Regions from separate parts of the Mus musculus genome. Here regions 2 and 3 are each linked to region 1. The links are chromatin contacts, called in public ChIA-PET and promoter capture Hi-C maps. All regions are on one chromosome and are shown on one strand. Each heading gives the region's core, a stretch centred on a gene start, on an enhancer-like site or on the middle of the called end of the contact. The rest is flanking DNA. Distances are from core to core; before and after follow the strand shown.

Region 1 (3,445 bases), core at 617-3,116:
TGTTGAAATTTTGGTGTTGGTAGGATGAGGAGTCAAGCAGAAACTAAGGATCAACGTGCAAGAGGACTCTTAGGAGAGTGGTGTGTGGAAACCTCCTTAAAAGGCTCGCATTCCACACTCATGTTGCTCCCTTTGCCTTGATAGTTTATTTCCAAATTAAAATGTACTCTGGGGGAATGAGCACCTGTGATATCCGTGGCTGATAATGCAGAAGCTTGCCTAAGAAGTGATTTTGGAAAAGACTAACACAAAAGGAGGGGCACACAAGTTGCAGAAGTCTGCTTTTATTCTGGAGAGAATGGGATAGAAACACTGTTTTGTTTCATATGTGTCCTTTCCTTTTTAAAATGGAATGTGTCTGTAGATGGAGTGGTCCAGTAAAGAGAAAATTGTACTGCCCTAAGTGACAACGCTGTTATAGGTAGTTTTAATGTAAACTCTTGGTTCTTCTTGGACAGTCACTATTCCTAGGAATGTCAAACAGTATGCACTTAGTGTTGGTTAGTAGGCCTATTTTTTTCTAAGATTTACTTATTATTATATGTAAGTAGCTGACTTCAGACACACCAGAAGAGGTAATCAGATCTCATTATGGGTGGTTGTGAGCCACCATGTGGTTGCTGGGATTTGAACTTAGGACCTTCAGAAGAGCAGTCAGCGCTCTTACCCGTTGAGCCATCTCACCAGCCCCCCTAGTAGGCCCATTTTTATTAGTGTTAGGGGAATGGTAAGTATACAGTCGGTTCTGGGAAAACTTATATCCTGTGGTGAAACAGCGACAGCAGCACAAACTTTAACGAATTCCAATTACAGACAATAAATGTAAAAAACAAAACAAAAAAAAAAAAAAAACAAAACTCCCCATCCCCAGCTGTTGGTAATTATGCTCGATGGTACATTGAATAATTAAGAGGTGGTAGAAAAAAAGTCAGTTATAATGGGTGTTTATAAACTTGGTAAGGAAGAAAATTTAGACTGTGTTGGGGGTACAGTAGGTTATGAAGAAAAAAGTACCCCAAGATTTGAAGGAATTAAGCATTACCAGTTTTTATTCACGCAACACTGTGGAACCCGTTTATCATTAGCTTTTACCTGAAATGGCAATGAAGTCGTTTCTGAGTTTGCAAAAGGGTGGAAAGACATTTGTATTGTTGAGTAGATTATTTTTACTTGTACATTAGTGTGCAGAAGAATAAAGGCAGTTGTAAGGAGGAATAGTTATGCAAGACTGATGCAAAATGCTAACAGCCTATCTGTAAAATACGCGCACTTCTGACAGCTCCATCCAGGAGTGAAATGTGCTGCGGATCTGAGAAAGCACGACACAGTCGATATTTGTGTTGAACGTGGATTTAAAAATGTATTCCCCTCTTTTCAGCGTTTTCCCAGACTCAATAACGAAGTCAGCCAGTTCCAGTCTGGGGACACAGGAAGAGCTTCCAGCACAAGGAGTTTAGCAGAAGATCCACAGGTTGGCATACCTGTGGATGCCAACATCGGTCGTTCCTATATGATCTCAGCACAAAGACTAACGCCTCCCACTTTCATCTGTGGAAGACAAACCCTAAAACTGGACTCTATCCGTATTAAGAGGAGCTTTTGAATATTTAAGCTTGTACGACGTAGCTTTGACATCCATTGTTCCTTCAGACTGTAAACAATGGCTCAAAGCCTTCTCACAAGACAAGCTACTTTCCGGGTAGTCTGGTTGTCCACTGACTTCACCAGAGCGTATGAAGAGGGCTGCAAGACTTCACGCCTCTCCATTGCGGGTGGCGTTTGCTTTCCATTGTGATTCTGGGTCCGGCGGCAGGCGCGGCAGGGCGGAGCCAAGTGGTAAGGATAGCTTCGGAGGTCCGGAGGCTAGACGGGCCGCTGCGAGAAGTCGCTCTGGCTCGCCTTCCGCTCTCTATGGTCGGGAGCGCGAGCCCCTCCTCTTCCCGGAACGAGCCCTCTTGCTCGACGCGCGCGCAGCGCTAGGAGGGAGTTCCGTTTCCGGTCTGGTGGCTTTCGATTTTTGGCGTTCAGTAGTCGCGGTTGGTGGGTAACAACCGAGCCAAGATGTTGCGGAATCTGCTGGTAGGTAGCTTTGGGGGTTTGGCTGGTACTGGAGTGTCGGGGCGGAGGGTCAGGCATCCTGACAGAAAGGCGTGCTGGAAATGTGGCAGAAGACAGCAGCCGGAGTCACCTTGGCCGCGCGTCCTTTTCCCTGACCTTCCGTCCACTCGCCCCTGGCTGTTTCTGGGTAGTCGTAGAGGGAAGAGCAGGATCGCATTTGGTTCTTGGTCACTACAGCTTACCGTTGCTTATGGCTATGACTGTAGCTCTGACGTAGGCTCCAGTGGGGGGATCTTGGACACCTGGAAAACCTAGGTGGAAGGTGGCTTTTTGTTGTCATTTTGTTTTGTATCATAGTGAAAAGATAAAATTTTACCTGATTCAAAGAAGTAAGCCAAAGAACTAAATTGTACAGTTTTAGTTGGGATTTAATGGGTTTCATGATTGAAGTGTAATGACGATTCAGAATTACCTTTAACACTTGGTGAATATTTCTCCAAAATTTAAAAAGGTGTGTTTTGATTTTATTTTGTAATCGTTTAACACAATTAAGACTTAACACCAATTACATTTTTCTTAGATGTCCAGGAGTGTTCTAGCATGTGCCCTCCACTGCAAAGTAATTTTTCAGTGCCTTGGCTATCCTGGAACTAAATCTGTAGACTAGCATGGCCTCTGCCTCCCTAGTGCTGCGATTAAAGTCTTGAGCCTCCACTACCCTGCCAGGAATAGATTTTTGACATAGGCAAATATTAAATGAAAATGTTAGAACTTATAAGATGTCTATATCATTTATTTTTCTGTATATCAGCATGTTTTGTTCTATAAAATACTACTGATTAATTTCAGGCACAGGTTATATATAGGTCATGGTTTCTGAAGACTATGATATGTAACATGAAGCACAGAGCAGAGAATAGACAACATGTAGAAAATCTGGATGCTAGTCTTGGATAGTACTGACAAGTTCGATAATGCTTTAAATCTCAGCTTCCTTTCAGTGTGAAGGGTTGGAAGTTGCCTTTACAGGTTTCTTTGGACTCTTAGGTCTTGTTCGATGCATGTGAATTTTCTGTTTCAGGCCCTTCGTCAGATTGCCCAGAGGACCATCAGCACCACTTCACGAAGGCATTTTGAAAACAAGGTTCCAGAGAAACAAAAGCTGTTTCAGGTACTGAAGTGTTCTATGTGATTGTTAATTGTAACAGAGCTGGCACGGTAGAGTAAGTCCAGAGGATCTGCTTCTTAGAGGCTCTCAAGGTTTTTTTTTTTTTTTTTTTTTTTTTTTTATCGTAAGGAGGATTATTTGCTGTGTCTAAGAGGTGCTCAGGGAGGTGGGAAAAATGCAGAAGCCAGTGAATTGTGTGTGTGATTTGATGAATTGGTA
Region 2 (3,445 bases), core at 567-3,066, 220 kb before region 1:
GAGAGCCTATGAGCATGTACTGTATGCAGAATACTAATCAGTTGTGCTTGTGTGCCTAGTGTAATTAAGTTTAGTCAGCTGGGTGTGGTGGCTCACTTCTCCCTCCAGCACACAGGAGCTCAGGAGGCAGAGGCAGGCAGAGCTCTGTGAGTCAGAGACCATCCTGGTCTACACATCCAGGACAGTCAGCACTACAAAGACCCTGCCTGTCTCAGGAGAAAAAAACAAAAGAACATAGTTTGAAGGTGGCAACAGTATCTGATTATAAGTCACATCCTGCATGCTTTGGCTTACTGCCACATTGTTTAGCACTAATAGCAATAGTGGTCAGTTAATCCAAAAACTAAGGTAAATAATAACAGCAGGGGATTCGCTTTCCATACTACAAAACGAAACAAATCCAAAAGCTCTTTATGGATATTTGTGGAGGAAATAGCCCCATTATTCTTTCGCTGGAATGTTCTAGGCTCTTACAGGAAGGCACACAACAACAACAACAACAACCATTGCTCTCCTGATGGTTCTGAATCATCTATAGCCTGGTCTCATAATTCCCACCTATATCAGAATTTACTTTTAGGGACCGTGAATAGGCAATCCATTGTAGGGACTGTGAATAGGCAATCCATTGTAGGGACTGTGAATGAAGTATCGATTATTGTTCTAGAAGATACAGCTACTTTCACACAAAAGCTTAACTGCAGTTTCTCCCTTTAAACATTTTATTTATTTATTGTCAATGTATGTATATGCTATGTGGGCGTGTGTGCCAGGGCACAAATGTAGAGGTCAGAGGGCAACTTTGTATATTCCTGCCATCTTTCTGTGGTTACCCGTCCAGCGTTCATGGTTTACCTGTTGAGCCATCTCACCCGTGTGCGTGCTCCCTCCCCCACTTCTCCTTCCTTCTCCCTCCCCTTTACTTAACGGTTACTTCAGACCTAGAAAAACTGAGCCTGAACATGTAAAATTTAAAAAGGATATTGTTGAGAGCTTTGTCAGGGCAATATTCGAGGAAGGTTCTGAGGCAGCCCTGAACACTATTAATTTCCTGTGTGTACATAGTAAATCAGAGCATTAAGCACACATATTTTATAGATCTTAAACCTGGGAGGCTCGTACTTTTCTATGCTACAGAATGAAGTAGCAGAAACATCTTGAGACTTGAAGTTCAGGTTGGCGGTGTTTGCTCACTGGCTTTGGAAGATGGAGGGTTAATGGTGACTCAGGCTTGTCAACCACTAGTGAGAGGTCTCCAGTCCTGGTGTTTCTGGGGTGTTTGCCATGTGCTGCTTTGAATGAATGGCTTGAGTGGAAATAGTAAGAGTTTCCTTCCTGCCTTGACTTTCATATTCCTAGCGCTGTCGACATTCCTGTACGGTAGCCTTATTTGAAAAACACTCATATATACAGCAGGACACATCTTTTAAGAGTAAGGGATCAAGCTATAAATATAACTCTCCAATGATGAAAGCTGTTTGGAAATGATCTCTTACTGTGATTTTTCTCAACCGTTGCAGCACACTATTAATGCATTAAAAAAAAAAAAACAACACTTATCTAAGAGTCTGAGAAGACTATTGCCTTGGGAAATTGCTCTGCCCAAGACAACTGCCGCTCTGTTTCTTCTCAGATTTAAAAAGCCAAGTCCCACTTCGCAGTCTGCAAACAGTAATTACCTCTGTGAAATGAGCAGAGGTCCTTAAAAGGGTCTGCCGGCTTCCCCGGGATCTTTGCGGGGTGAGCGGGGATGTGGGGCTGATAACCCAGCTGCCTAGGAACTGAGCAGGGCCGGCTGCAAACTTCTCAGCTGTTGACAGGCTGGCCTCGCTGAGAACACTGGTTAAATATAGCACGCGCAGCTCAGCGCCCCAACAAAGTCACTGCGCTGACAGTGTGCGGGGAACAGCAGAGGAGAAACCTAATCTCAGAACCCAACAACACCTAGCAACAGTTGAAAAAACTTTGAAACAAAAGTCCGGGTGGGAGATAGGCGACTTCCAATTCCTGCTGATCCTGACTGAAGGAGAAGCTGCAGCTACTCTGTCCGTTTCCTGTATGACTTCAGCTACTGGCTAGTCCCAGCAGAGTGGGAAAAGCGGTTTTTTTTCCCCCTCAGTCTTCTTTTGGGCTGGCTAGTTTTTCAGGACTCAGTCTTGGACTGTGGGACAAGCCACTGGGTTCTTCAAGGGATAAACCAGCGGAGAAAGAACACACCTTTGGTTAAAGGAGACGACAACAGGTAAGTCCCCCCTCCCTTGCCCCCCAAGTAGCTACTTACTGTTAAGAAATTTCTTTCCACAAGAAGAAGGTTCGCTCCAATTCTGCTTTGTCTCTTGCTTGGTCTCTGCACGTGTAGGAATTATTAGAATCAGTGTGAATTATTAAAAAAAAAAAAAATCAAAACCTTTTTCTCTTTCTCAGAGTCATACCGATTCCCTTTTAAAGACAACATTTTGTGATATCTTCATAGTCATCAAGCTAGCCCTGCTGAGTTATTCATGTTCGTGCAGGTGATAGAAATATGACGAAAGTACAACCAGGGTCGCTAGCTAAGGCATGGAAGGGACATTTTCCCAGGGACAAAATAGCTATTATTTACTGAAACTAGCTAAGCTGCTTGTGAGGTAACTGAGGAAAGTCCTGTATGCTGTCCCACGTTGCTGTGCTGTTGACCCGCTTCTTTGTGGGCTCGGTTTGCTGGGTTCTCTGATTGCACCGGGACACCTTGTGCTGGTTCTGACCTCATTTGCCTGCAGTTGCCCAAATGCATCTGACTCGCGCAAAATATGCCTGCTGCTGATTCACTGAGAATGTTGTGGTACTTAAACTAATTAAATTGAGTGATTGCCTTTGTGCAGATAATAGATTCTGCTTTAAGAAACTTAGAATTTTTTTTTAAGGAAAAAAAAACCTCAATCTTTTCATAAGCTGTGTGGGTGTGAGTAAGAGTGTATTTCCAGTTGTGTGAAGGAAGTTCTGGCATTCTCTGAGGGTATATTGTCTCCCCTTCCAGAAGGTGACATGCACTTTAATCAGAATTGCTTACACAGAACAATTTCATGTTAGTCTCCCAGCTTGTGGCTATAAACCACTGATACTGTCAGTATTGATTCCTGGTGGTGGGTAGTTGGGGCCAAATTTGCATAAGAGGATGGATTATTTCTTTAAATAATTCAGAGAGTTTGGATGAATAAACCCAAGAATAAGATCAAAGAAAATACTGAAGAACATTCTTTTTTTTAAATTAATTGTACACTGGACTTGGAAGCTCATGCGTGTGATCCAGTAATGGAAAGACTGAGGCAGGAAGATTGCTGTGAGTTCAAAGCTAACCTGAGTGAAATAGTAGCTACATAGTAAATTTTAGTCTAGCCTGGCTACAGAGTAACACTGCCTTTAAAGACCAAACAAAACAAAAAAACTTATTTGTGTCTATTTTGTC
Region 3 (3,445 bases), core at 673-3,172, 150 kb before region 1:
TGTATTTTACGTTGCATATTCTTCCTCGTGTTCCTCCTCATACGACCCCTTTTGCCCCTTTCTCTATTGTTGGACTAGATTATCTTGTGAAAGTACTCATGGGCATCTTTTGTTGTTTGGGTATTTTGCCTTCATGTGCGTCCAAGCGCTGTGTGCATGCAGTGTCCTTAGAAGCCAGAAGAAGGTGAAAGAGTTCCCCAGACCTGGAGTTACAGATGTTGTGAGCTGCCTGTGCGTTCTGGGAATCAGTAACTGGTCCTCCGAAAGAGCCACCAGTGCTCTTAACTGCCGAGCCTTCTCTAGACCCATAGCAGTTATGTAGAAATAAAATGTACCTGCTATGATTTGTAGAGAGATACAAATCTACATACAAATAAACATAGGAAATGTATGGGAGATGAGACAGGAAGTTCAAATTTTCTGGTGGAGGATCTTGGGCACTGGCTGGTGGAAAGGCCAGGCAGCACAGAAGACTCTGTGACAAAGACTTAAAGTATTTGGGAAAGGTCGCTGTCTGTCATCACTCCCACTCCGCTGCATAGCTCACTTTGTGCTTTCTTCCACTCCCACGTTTCACTCCACAGCACTTCTCCTTTCTTTAATTTTTAAAAAATACTTATTTATGTGACTACACTGTAGCTGTCTTCAGACACACCAGAAGAGGGCATCCGATCCCATCACAGATGGCTGTGAGCCACCATGTGGTTGCCGGGAATTGAACTCAGTACCTCTGGAAGAACAGTCGGTGCTCTTACCCACTGAGCCATCTCTCCAGCGTCCACAGCCTAGTGGACTAGCCTAGTCTCTTGCTAGATTTTGGAATTTTTTTCCTAGAAAACTTTTATAGGTCTGCTGCTATCATCCTTGAGTCACATTAAACAGAATTCATAAAGCATTTCAGCACAGTTCTAGGCTAGGGTAGAATAATATTTTTCTGATTTGCCCCAGTTTGTGTGGTATTTTTGTTTTTGTTGTTGTTGTTGTTGTTGTTACTACATGACTGCAGAGGCTCAGAAAATCCTCCAAATTCTTTTTTTTTTCCATTTTTTATTAGGTATTTAGCTCATTTACATTTCCAATGCTATACCAAAAGTCCCCCATACCCACCCACCCCCACTCCCCAATCCTCCAAATTCTTATGCTTCATGAGACTAATGGAATATTTAACTATATTGGCTAGATCTGGCTTAGCAGGAGAAAAACATTTTTAAAATTTAAAAATCTGGTTATTGCAAAGGTTTAAAAAATGTGGACGAGAGGCAAAACGTTCACTTTCCAGGTCTTGTGGTACAGAGTGTGAAGGGTTAAAGAAAGAAACCATGGTAACAGGTAGGACAACCTGGGAGAAAGTTGTAACATTTAGGGTCTTCCCAGGAGCCTTTCTGAACAGTGAGCACTGCTAAGATGGAAATCTTTCTGAGATGCTCAAACGTTTCATGGGCTGGGATATTTATAAACAGACTTGACAGAGTGCCCGTGATGCACAGAGGAAGTAACCTGGTGGTGCAGAGGAGGAGGTAGGTGGTTTGGTTGGTTTTTTACGTGTTAAAATACACTGAGGACACAAAACTAGAACCAATGATTTCCTTTGCCTCTGGCTTTAGGCACGCTGGGGTTTTTGTCTTTTCTGTTTGAAAGAATGAGGATGGTGTGTGATGAAGTCCTGAACTCCCCTGACCCTACTCCCCTTTATAAGGCCACACTGTAAAACATAACCCTTCCTGCAGTGATGGGGCTTCCTTTTTCTATGTGGTAGGCTTTTTTTCTTATAATCCTGTAAAGTATTATACATCTATATGATATCTTATGTGCCAGGTAGACTCTTAAAACTATGAATAGAAAAAAACAAAAAGAGACAGGGGTTGGATGCTTTGAGATGCTAATGAGCATAAGAAAGAGCTAAGCTTGGGCAGAAAAGAAGTTTTTGTTGGTGGTGAGGAGAGGGAGTGTGTTGAGCAGAGTTGTATCGCAACAGGAGGAGGAGTGCCTGATATGGACCAAGGGCAAGCATGGGTGTACCAGGGCAAATTCACCATTAAGGTCTGGAGGGGCCAAGGAAGCTGGGAATGAGAATGGACATTTAACTGCTAAAGGCATATCCTCTTTTTCCTCTTCTTTATTTTTAAAGAGAATTTATTTTAGTGTGTGCACTGTGTGAGGGTGGGGATGGGGGGGGGCATGGGGTAGGGGTGGGGGCTAGGGTGACTGTAAAAGCCATAAGAAGGCAGCACTAGAGTTGGGGACAGTTGTGAGGTTCAGGGCGCAGGTACTAGGAACCTGCCTGTGTTCTGAAAGAGCAAATACTATTTAGGTCTGGACTATCTCTCCAGCCTTTCTTCAAATGCTGTGGAAAGGCTTGTAATTTCAGTAGAAATGACACCACGGATTTGTATTTATATTTTGTAATTCATTTGCTCTCACCCATCTGGCACAACACAGGGTACTGCCCAGTGTAGAAGGCAGCAGGAATGAAGAGGAGGGAGAGTCCTAGATAAGAGAAGGAGTCTCAGGATGCTATTCAGCCCTCCTTTCTTCCCACTCTACACAGCAAATTCCATGCTCCGTGTTGCTGCTGTCAGGTTGCTATGGAAGGAAAAATAAGGTATTTAATGAACTATGTTAGTATACCAAATAGAATAATTTGTGCCCACACAATACCAATTTTCAAAAACCGTCTGCAAAACTTGATGTGGGTCTTCAGTGTATCTTACCTGTTTTCTGGAGAAAACCTTTTTTGAGGAATGTGCCGTGGAGGGTTGTGAAGGCGTCTGAATTCCTTCCAGGAGTTTATCATTGGTTTTCTAACTTGCAGCCTTGCCTTGCGGTGGGCTCCTGAAGGCCGGTGGGCCCTGCATGCCCTGCCATCTGCCTGTTCTCCTTGCAAGCACAATGGACTGGATTTTGCATTAAACCTTTGCTATTGCTTGGATATGGGGCCTTTAGAACAGTCATGGCCATTCCTGTTCAGACTTTGTGTCCTGTTTTCATTAGAACAGGACACCACATTGTTTCTCAGGAAGGGTCTTGAGAAATTCATCATTTCACAAGCTCCACAGTACATTGGTTTAAAAATGGATGTTTTTGGTTTTTCCCTTGGTAACCTAATTTCAGTTATTATAGGAATTCTGTATGTGCCTGTGGAGGAGAACATACGTACACACTTCTCCAGTTCCACTGAGCATCGCAAGAAAACATGAGCACTTGTGGTGTTTTCTTCATCCTCTGATCTCCACCATCAGAGATGGACTCAGACCCTAGCTCTTCTCAGCCATGTGAACAAGGGAACGATAGTTTATATCTTTACACCTCTTGCTCTCATCTGAAAGTCTCAGAATAGCAGCACCTGCTCTTGGAGGTGGGTGTAGTGTCAGATGTTAGGCTGTGTGTAAAGTGCTTCAGGCCTTGTAGGTAAGAGGGATCGGGAGCTGTTGGAAATGAGACAGGG

What was found. ChIA-PET counts read pairs in DNA pulled down with a chosen protein or histone mark. Capture Hi-C pulls out chosen DNA fragments and counts their contacts.
Region 2: a contact with region 1 is called in a promoter capture Hi-C map of adipose tissue. The contact joins the promoter of Filip1 here to the promoter of Cox7a2 in region 1. A contact is called at or near these places in 6 of 39 promoter capture datasets (the C10 cell line, the HPC-7 cell line, cranial neural crest and 2 more), 1 of 15 datasets of contacts at CTCF or cohesin (pro-B cells), 8 of 115 datasets of contacts at active chromatin or transcription factors (the 230-238 cell line, bone marrow-derived macrophages, cardiomyocytes and 4 more) and 3 of 9 other capture datasets (adipose tissue, liver and pancreatic islet).
Region 3: an RNA polymerase II ChIA-PET map of memory CD8 T cells shows a contact between it and region 1, with 11 read pairs. The contact joins the enhancer-like site here to the promoter of Cox7a2 in region 1. A contact is called at or near these places in 1 of 39 promoter capture datasets (the C10 cell line), 1 of 484 Hi-C or Micro-C datasets (uterus), 2 of 115 datasets of contacts at active chromatin or transcription factors (effector CD8 T cells and memory CD8 T cells) and 1 of 9 other capture datasets (pancreatic islet).

The regions. Positions count from the first base shown.
Region 1 is chr9:79,758,274-79,761,718 of GRCm38.p6, reverse strand. Cox7a2 (cytochrome c oxidase subunit 7A2) reads left to right here and starts at 1,866. Exons shown (of 4, transcript NM_009945.3): 1 at 1,866-2,079; 2 at 3,140-3,229. The coding sequence starts at 2,062. It also overlaps the pseudogene Gm51685.
Region 2 is chr9:79,976,253-79,979,697 of GRCm38.p6, reverse strand. It overlaps Filip1 (filamin A interacting protein 1), which reads left to right and starts at 1,816. Exons shown (of 6, transcript NM_001081243.2): 1 at 1,816-2,242.
Region 3 is chr9:79,912,573-79,916,017 of GRCm38.p6, reverse strand. All of the region lies in intron 1 of Filip1 (filamin A interacting protein 1), which reads left to right. Among named protein-coding and RNA genes, the nearest start is that of Gm35261, 13 kb to the left of the region's middle. Within about 2 kb of position 1,922, at least 19 of the 459 cell types and tissues checked have an H3K27ac peak or open chromatin away from gene starts, as enhancers often do. A contact at or near this core is called in effector CD8 T cells and memory CD8 T cells, where this site is marked.